Linked DNA regions of Mus musculus: all the other regions are linked to region 1. The links are chromatin contacts, called in public Hi-C maps. All regions are on one chromosome and are shown on one strand. The core of a region is the stretch at or near the end of the contact, and the rest is flanking DNA. Distances in the headings are between cores, read along the strand shown. Region 1 overlaps Cabcoco1 (ciliary associated calcium binding coiled-coil 1). Region 2 has its middle 15 kb from the start of Gm40683. Region 3 holds the start of Cabcoco1 (ciliary associated calcium binding coiled-coil 1).

What was found. A called contact is a pair of places that touch in the nucleus more often than the background predicts.
Region 2: a contact with region 1 is called in a Hi-C map of B cells, with 2.3 times the contacts expected there. The contact joins two enhancer-like sites. A contact is called at or near these places in 20 of 484 Hi-C or Micro-C datasets (the AML12 cell line, B cells, CD4 T cells and 14 more) and 2 of 115 datasets of contacts at active chromatin or transcription factors (embryonic stem cells and pancreatic cancer cells).
Region 3: a Hi-C map of liver shows a contact between it and region 1, with 3 times the contacts expected there. The contact joins the promoter of Cabcoco1 here to the enhancer-like site in region 1. A contact is called at or near these places in 2 of 39 promoter capture datasets (liver and pre-B cells), 1 of 15 datasets of contacts at CTCF or cohesin (the NIH/3T3 cell line), 11 of 484 Hi-C or Micro-C datasets (CD4 T cells, CD8 T cells, LSK cells and 7 more) and 2 of 9 other capture datasets (liver and pancreatic islet).

Annotation. Positions count from the first base shown.
Region 1 is chr10:68,445,427-68,448,126 of GRCm38.p6, forward strand. The region is part of intron 5 of Cabcoco1 (ciliary associated calcium binding coiled-coil 1); the gene reads right to left. Among named protein-coding and RNA genes, the nearest start is that of Gm40683, 60 kb to the left of the region's middle. Within about 2 kb of position 1,400, at least 135 of the 459 cell types and tissues checked have an H3K27ac peak or open chromatin away from gene starts, as enhancers often do. A contact at or near this core is called in B cells, CD8 T cells, LSK cells and 6 more, where this site is marked.
Region 2 is chr10:68,369,860-68,372,559 of GRCm38.p6, forward strand. No RefSeq gene overlaps it. Among named protein-coding and RNA genes, the nearest start is that of Gm40683, 15 kb to the right of the region's middle. Within about 2 kb of position 1,287, at least 5 of the 459 cell types and tissues checked have an H3K27ac peak or open chromatin away from gene starts, as enhancers often do. A contact at or near this core is called in B cells, where this site is marked.
Region 3 is chr10:68,540,611-68,543,310 of GRCm38.p6, forward strand. Cabcoco1 (ciliary associated calcium binding coiled-coil 1) reads right to left here and starts at 1,265. Exons shown (of 8, transcript NM_028491.1): 1 at 1,137-1,265. The coding sequence starts at 1,247.

The sequences.
Region 1 (2,700 bases), core at 150-2,649:
TGTTTTGAATCATCAGATATAAACTTAAAAGGTGAATTTTACCCTTTCTCCTTTTGCATTTCCGTTGGCCCTGCGGAAGGCTTGCCTGCAGATGAAGCTATCTTGTGGAGAATAATATTCTCTCTTTCCCTGAACAACTACCTACCTGTGGTTTGCAGAAATTACTGGAGACAACACACCATGACGGATGGAAGCAGAACTACAATGGAAGACACTAAATCTTTTTGGTTTTATTCTTTTGGCGGGGGCGGGGAGGGGAGCAGCGGGGGGGGGGGGTGACCAGGGATACTTTCTGTTGTTTTGACAGCGTAAAGTCCCTGTGTAAGATGAGGCTGAGGCAGAGTTTATTTGGCTCATTTTAACTTCAAAGAGTTCTGGTTGAACTCCACAGTCATCAAGAAAATTGGGAAAGGGGGTGGGAAGCCTTCTTAAAAGTTTAGTAAAATGAGTTTCATCTAGAAATCTAGCGTTCAGGAGGCTAAACGGTTAGGATGTTTATAAAGTGCTACGAAACTTTGAGAGAAGTCAATGCTGTCATTGTCCCTGACTTTGAAGACCCGGCGTATCTATTTTAAGTAATCTGACATTAAAAAAATGTGCTGACAAATATAGATTTGAAAAACAACACAGGAAGTTGTAAATCAGCCCGTAACCCTTAGCATGGAGGAAGCAAGAGACCAGGGAAATGTAGCCATTTGCTTTAGTCAACCCCAGCCGTCCTGTCCTTTTTAACTGAAGAGAGTTTGCCAAAGGCATGATGTTTACATTTCAGATCTCTTGCTTTCTTTTTTGTCTTACTCCTCGTTTGTGTGCTTCTCTCGTCTCCAGTAGGCTCATAAATTATTACTAGGAAACATGTTATCATAGGTATAAATATTTCCCTCTCTGGTTAGCTCTGCTTGGTCCCCCTGCTACCTGTTTTAATATCTCCTAGTTGAGTCCTAAATTGTATTATTAGGGGCAGTCTTCAGGCTGACAGGGAAAAGGGGCTTCCTGTGTCAGAGGCGGCGCTGCAGGTCACTTTCTGGATGTTGTTACAGTAAAGGCAGACTCACTTTGGAGGAGTCTGGGTCCTTCCTCTTTACACACCGAGTTCTCTAAGAAAACTTTTTGCCTATATTTAGCAGACTCTGCCCGTTTACTCTTAAACACAGCTCGGAAGTATTTTGGTGATATCTAGATTCTAAGCTGGAATGTTCTAGATATCCAGGCTCCCTTTACCCTACTCCAACCCAGCCTGATGTATATTGAAATCCTGGACAGACTCCTCCTGCTTCTATCGAGAGTGAGAGCAGTTTCTTTGTGAAGTCCTTCTGAACTGCTTTAGGTCATCTCTGGTCCAGTTACAGAAGACACATTCCATGTTGCTGAATTTCAAACGGCCTTTGCTCTGTTTACACAAGTCGTCAGAAGCTGCCCAGACCCAGTGTTTTCCTGTAGTGATATAGCATATCTCAGCTGTACAGCCTGTGTGTTCTGGAGTTTTACTGGGCAGGCCTGGGCTTGCCCACTTACCCTATGTTATTGTCTTTTCAAGCCTCCCCCGTTTTCCAGCTTCTTTACCTTACTGATATCAGTGGCTTCACTTCTACAGGACACAAAGTAGAGTAATTATTCCCTCTGCCCAGGCCTAACGCTCAATCATCCAGGAAGCTCTTCGGGAACAGCTCCACAATGTTTATACATCTGCCTTACTTTGGCTCTTTGCCTTTCTTTTCTTTTTTTTTTTTTCTAATGTTTTTTTTTAATTGGGTATTTATTTCATTTACATTTCCAATGCTATCCCCAAAGTCCCCCACACACTCCCCCACCCACTCCCCCACCCATCCACTCCCACTTCTTGGCCCTGTCGTTCCACTGTACTGAGGCATATAAAGTTTGCACGACCAATGGGCCTCTCTTTCCACTGATGGCCGACTAGGCCATCTTCTGATTCATATGTAGCTAGAGACACGAGCTCAGGGCGGGGGGGGGGGGTGGTGGTACTGGTTTGTTCATATTGTTGTTCCACCTATAGGATTGCAGATCCCTTTAGCTCCTTGGGTACTTTCTCTAGCTCCTCCATTGGGGGCCCTGTGATCCATCCAATAGCTGACTGTAAGCATCCACTTCTGTGTTTGCTAGGCCCTGGCATAGTCTCACAAGAGACAGCTCTATCTGGGTCCGTTAGGCAAAATCTTGCTAGTGTATGCAATGGTGTCAGCGTTTGGAAGCTGATTTTGGGATGGATCCCCGGATATGGCAGTCTCTAGATGATCCATCCTTTCATCTCAGCACCAAACGTTGTCTCTGTAACTCCTTCCATGGGTGTTTTGATCCCAATTCTAAGAAGGGGGAAAGTGTCCACATACCTTTGCCTTTCTTGACCCTGCTCGTTTGCATCTTTGAAGCCCAAGTTCTTGCCTTCACAGACCTCAGGCTCCAGTTGTAAGAATTGCCAACGTTTTCTAACTTGTTTTACAAAGTGCAAAGTGACTAAACACACTGCGGGTGCTCAGTAGATATTTTTTAGAGAGAGGATGGTTAAAAAAGGATGGAGGGGCCTTGAGGTTGCTCAGAAGATAATGGTGTTTGTCATGAAAAGCTGGCAGCCTGAATTTAAGTCCCAGACCCCGTGAAAGGTGGGGACAGAGAAAACTAACTCCAGAGTTGTCCTCTGGCCTGCATGTGTGCTCCATGGTAAGAAGATCTCTTCATACA
Region 2 (2,700 bases), core at 37-2,536, 76 kb before region 1:
ATTGTGATTTGGTTTTAAGGGAATTTGACTTAGGGAAATTGGCTCAAGAGTGAAAAGGATAGAAAGATAGGAGAGATTAGATGTGACAGAAGGAGAGATTAGATGTGACAGAATAATGAGCTATCTAGCCCTGAGATGAACCTGACTGTATTGTCCCTTTGTAGCATGTGTACAGCTATCCTCATTCAGGTGGCTGGCTTACTGTTGTGACCACAAGGGCTCTCTAGAAGAACAGAATACGAAGACTGACTATATATCCAAGGGAGATTCATTAGATTGGCATGTACCAGAGGATCTTGGTAGCCTAAGGTTTAGAACTTGGGAGTAACTCAGTCTGCAAAGCTGGTGCTGACAGCCTAGTGCATCCCTAGGCAGACAGTTGTCTCCAGTCCATGCTGGAGCTGGGAGAAGCTGGTTCTCGTATCAGGGAAGGGATGCAATGGTGTATAGGAGCTCAGCCTTGAGCGGGAAGATGTGTGGGCAAAAAGCAAAGCCTTTTCTTCACATCTCTCCGCTGCCCGTGATGACAGCAGAAGGAGCCATCTGTATCTGTGGCAGGTTTTCCTACTTCCTATTACCAAATAAAGAGCATTCTTCACAGGTGTTGGCCAACAGCTTGTCTTTCAGTTGGTTCTAGATCCAGTCAAATGGACAACAAGATGATCGCACAGACCATCTTTCCAGACTGGCATGTCACCTCCCTGAGAGCAAGGAGTAAAGATGACATCCACCCCATTCCTCAGCTTATATCCAAGGACTTGTACCTATAAATAGGTAGAAGATGAGTCAATGAGTATCCATAGAGCAAGCAAGGAAGTTCTGTGTAGTTTTGGTTAAATGAGGAGCAATGTACTGTCCCCCAGTCTCAGGGACATGGTAGTTACCTGATTATCCAGTTGTCTTGGTTGTATAGTATTCCTGTTAGCCTGGCAGAGAGACAGAAAGTAAAGAAAGGGCCTGCATTCAGATTAAACAAGAGAGGCCAGATGGGGACAATTTAAAACTCCACAAACATGTACCATCTATGGGCCAGGCATTATGGGATGGCAAGGGGGAAGGCCATACAGGTGAGATTAAGATCAATTGCATCAGAGTTTGAAAGGGGGCAAGATTGTGGGCTTGGGGTGAATAGTAGCCTCAAAGAAAAGTCAGCGACTCAAGTAGAATTTAGATAACGCATGAGATGTTTCTAGAATAAAAGCAACAGGTACTCCAATAAAAGCCAGAGGTGTGCTGAGCACTCAGCGCACTGTTTACTTCATTCATTTTATTTCGTCTTTGTAGATCAATCAATGAAGCAAGGCTGTAATGAGGAAGTAACCTTCCCAGGGGAGCTGTCACTCGAATGTGGGCCTTTCCAACGGTAATTTTTGCAGAGTGACGATGATAGTTAACAGTTCTCACCTTCTTTCTCTACAGTGGGAAAAGCCCGTTCTTTGTTGGATCAGTTCAAGACCCTTTGCCTGCAGACTTTTATGAGTGAATACACCTCAATGAGAGTATCAGTCTCATTATATTGCAACTGTCCAGGAACATGGAGAGAGAAGCCATGTGAATCTGTTGCTTCCTTCAGATGAACGATGGGCATCGATTTTGTAGTATAAGCGACTGATAAAAGAGAGGATTTCTCAACATAGATGGAAGTGTTCAGATGAGCTCAATGGCCTCCAGAGGCATGTCTTAGGAAAAAACCCTAGATCCCAGATTGACTGCAAGTGGGAGTTAAGGACAGAGGAAGAACAGAAGCGATGAAGAAATCACTCATCTGGCAACGACCCAGTGAGAACTTTCTTCGAGGTACAGGAAACAGTTTCTTGTCATGAGCCCTTCATGGCCATCACGGCAGGAAACAAGATGACCTGGAGGTTTCTGAAGATGTTAAAAATATTTGAATGGCTACCTTGAAGCCAGGAGAAAAAGAAGGAACATATCCGACCAATGCATAACCAGGTCTCCTTGCTTAGGAAGAGGTTAAGCTCTTGTTTAGAAGTTCACCCTGTGTTAAATACTTGAAGTTAGCAATGTGGCAGGACATTCCGCACTCTCTGGAGTGGACATGGGCTTGGCTGGGCTCTGGGAAGCTGCAGAAATGAAAGCAGGAGGCCAGGCATTTCATGTGACATACATGCTTACTGTGCTTCATGCGGGCCTCCGCTTGGTTTTATGCTTTAAGTAGCAGTTCTCAACCTGGATGTTGCAACGCCTTTGGAGGTCGAATGGCCACTTCACCTGGGTCATGTATCAGATATCCTGCATACCAGATATTTACATCAAGATTCATAACAGTGGTGAAATTGTAGTTATGAAGTAGCAACAAAAATAATTTTATGGTTGAGGTGGGAGGGGGGTCACCACGGCATGAGGAACTGCATTGAAGAGTTGCAGCATTAGGAAGGTTGAGAACATTGCTTTACAGGGAATGTGTGTGTGTGTGTGTGTGTGTGTGTGTGTGTGTGTGTGTGTGTGTGTGTACATTACCTTGAATTCCTGAAGGTTAAGTCAAGGTAGACTACACCTCTTGGACTTTTCTGGTGACATTTCATGCAGACTGCTGCGTCTGGCAAGACCACTTGTGAGGAACCCCCAGTTACTAGTATTTAAATGAAAATCTGCAGATTTGTGATTTCTGGGGAGGGGTCAGCATGGACCAGCACACTTCTCGGTATGAGAAATGATTGAAGCTGAGTTTAGGCTTGCTCC
Region 3 (2,700 bases), core at 15-2,514, 95 kb after region 1:
ATGTATGCTAATTTTATTTAGAAAGGCTCATGGGAGACCCTGCAGGCTTAGCGGTCTGCCTGCAGTACTGGGGGACTTGGAGGGGGTGGAGTGGGACTGGCTTGCTTGCTCCCTTGTTGAAGAGGAAGGCATGAAATTACTGGCTTTGTGCTTCCTGACTGCTGAGTCTGCAGCGAAATACTTATCTTCTTCACAAAGACTGTTGTTGTTTGGACTAATATGGAAGCTGAACAAAGCTGTGTTAATTAACACTTCATTATTCACTCCTCAGAGTCTTTAAAAAAAAAAAGGAAGGGAAAAAATAACCTCATGGAAACTGTACTTGATAGACTCAGTGAGGAGATTTAAACAGTAAAAAAAAAAAAAAGATGGCTTAGCTGATGCACTTGCGGTTAAATTCTTAGCAAGGAGTGCAGCACCTTCTGCCAAAACTGAACACCTGACCTTCATCACTAGGACGCATATGGACAACCATCAAGTGGTCCTCTGACTTCCACACTGAGCACTGGGACTGGGACTTTCATCCACCCACCCACAAATAAGTGAAAATGCAATAGTAATAACCCTTTAAGCATTAAGTCTAGGGTCACGATGAGTTAATGCTCCACACACATTGATAGCTGGTGCTAGGAGGGGGTGGTAGATGACCTTGTGTTACCCAAGAGGTCCCTGGAGTACCAGGGACAAATTCACTATGAGCCATGAGGCCAGGGGCAGAGAACAGACTCTCAGCTCAGGGTGTTTGGTCTTGTCTCCTGGGACAGGGACAGGTGACAACAGAAACTAACCATGACTCACTCAGAAAGCAGCAATCTTTAACACCCTTTGAACAGTTGTTGATCTTCCCAGTCAATCAATGGCACTTGCAAAAAGGGACGGGTCCCCTTTAAGATCAGAGATTACTTTTTGTTTTTCCAGTTAAAGATTTGCATATCTGTGAGGCTGCGTGAGCCTGGAACTTTCCAGAGTAAGCTCACAGGGTCTGTGTGAGCTTCAGGGGTCCTGGAGACCTCTGCCCCAAGGATCAGCTTGCAAGCCTTTACCGCTTGAGTCCCAGGCAGCTCTGACCTTGACCTTGAGTGACCTTGGTGTTAGCCAAGGACCCGGTACTGGACTTCCCGGAAAGGGACACATACCTCAGAGTCAGAAGTGCTGCCTACTGGCGACACCCCAGGGGTGGTCAACGCCCAGGAGGTCAATCCTGTGGACGACCCTGACACGTTTTCTTTAGAGGAAGCAGCCTTCATCGCCAAGGCAACCGTGGTGGGAGGCAGTGACGCCTAACCGAAGCTCAGGCCCCGCCCACTCACGGGAGCCCGTGAGGCCACCTGCTGCTCGAATTACAGTGGAAACTGAGAAATTTACTTCAGAAGCAATTCTGGAGTTGACACAGAAAGCTAACTCTAAAAGGGAGACGATAAGCGATTTGGGGGCTCTGGCTCTTAATGGTTGATCTTAAGCAATTTTTATAACGTTTAAAAGTCTGATCCGTGGCATTGTGGTCTTCAGTAGGAAAAACTGACTCTAATTTTAGAGGTGTATATTTAGCTAGTGATGGAAGGGGCAATCTGCAACTTACTTCAAAATACCGAGAGAGGCAAATGGACTTGTGAATTAAAATTGCGGAAGAGGTGGGGTTAGAACACTGTCTCCTCTAGCAACTGTTTGAAATTTCCATAATACAAAGACTCTAAACAAGGAGGTATTAGATTGGGAGTATGAAGAGCCTCCCTCCACCCACTCCACCTTGGTAGCCCAGGCTGAAGAGGATCTTGAATTGCTGACCTCCTACCTCCAGCTCCCAAGAGCTTACAATCAAGGGCACCATACCCAATTTATGCAAGCACACACTGAACCCAGTGTCACCCGAGTCCTGGGTAAACACCTTAACCACTGAGCTACAAGCCCGATCCTACATATTTGGATATTTTTTGGTTATTCAATGCTTCCTTTGGCTGCGGGATGCACCATACATTTACCTGCTTGGAGGCTGCTACCCACGCAAGACGCTTACTGTCAAATCCATACACTACGGGGTCGGTTCCTCCACGCATACAACAAAATCCCAACCCCTAACGGCTTCAAAGCTTTCCAAAGAGATCAAACCGATTATTGTATTAGAAATGTTCAGGGGATCTTGTCACCTCCTAGTGTTCACAGTGCTGGTGTCTGTGTTAAACTTTCCTGGCTGGATACATGCTGTGCAAAGCCACCAGCTTACCAAATCAGAATGCTTCTCTCCAGTTGCCTTTCAGAGAAAATTTAACATGTTCTTGTACGTAGCTTTATAACCATGTCTGTCCCTCAAGTGTTTTCGTAGTTTAAACAACCCAAATCCTGGTATAGCCCACCTCTATTCAAGAGTCATCTGTAGCTTAATTCACAGACATTCCATCTCTTCAAGCAGGTTGTAATGTCGCTTTTCCTTGGAATTTTTACTCTTCGAGGGACTGACTGAGTTCTCAGTACAAAGTATTAACTCAACAACATGGCTATGACTTTTAACCCCACTTTAAAAGGATTTTAGAATGTGTTCAATTAGTGAAAATACAGTCAATTCATAGTTATTGCCAGACTTACTATGAGCCACCAACTTCCAAACTCATTAAAGTGTTTAATATTTTTCTCTCTCTTTTTTTTTTCCTTTTGATCTTTACTCCAAAGAAATGGAATGCAGCTAGCCACCTTCTGTGAAGTTGA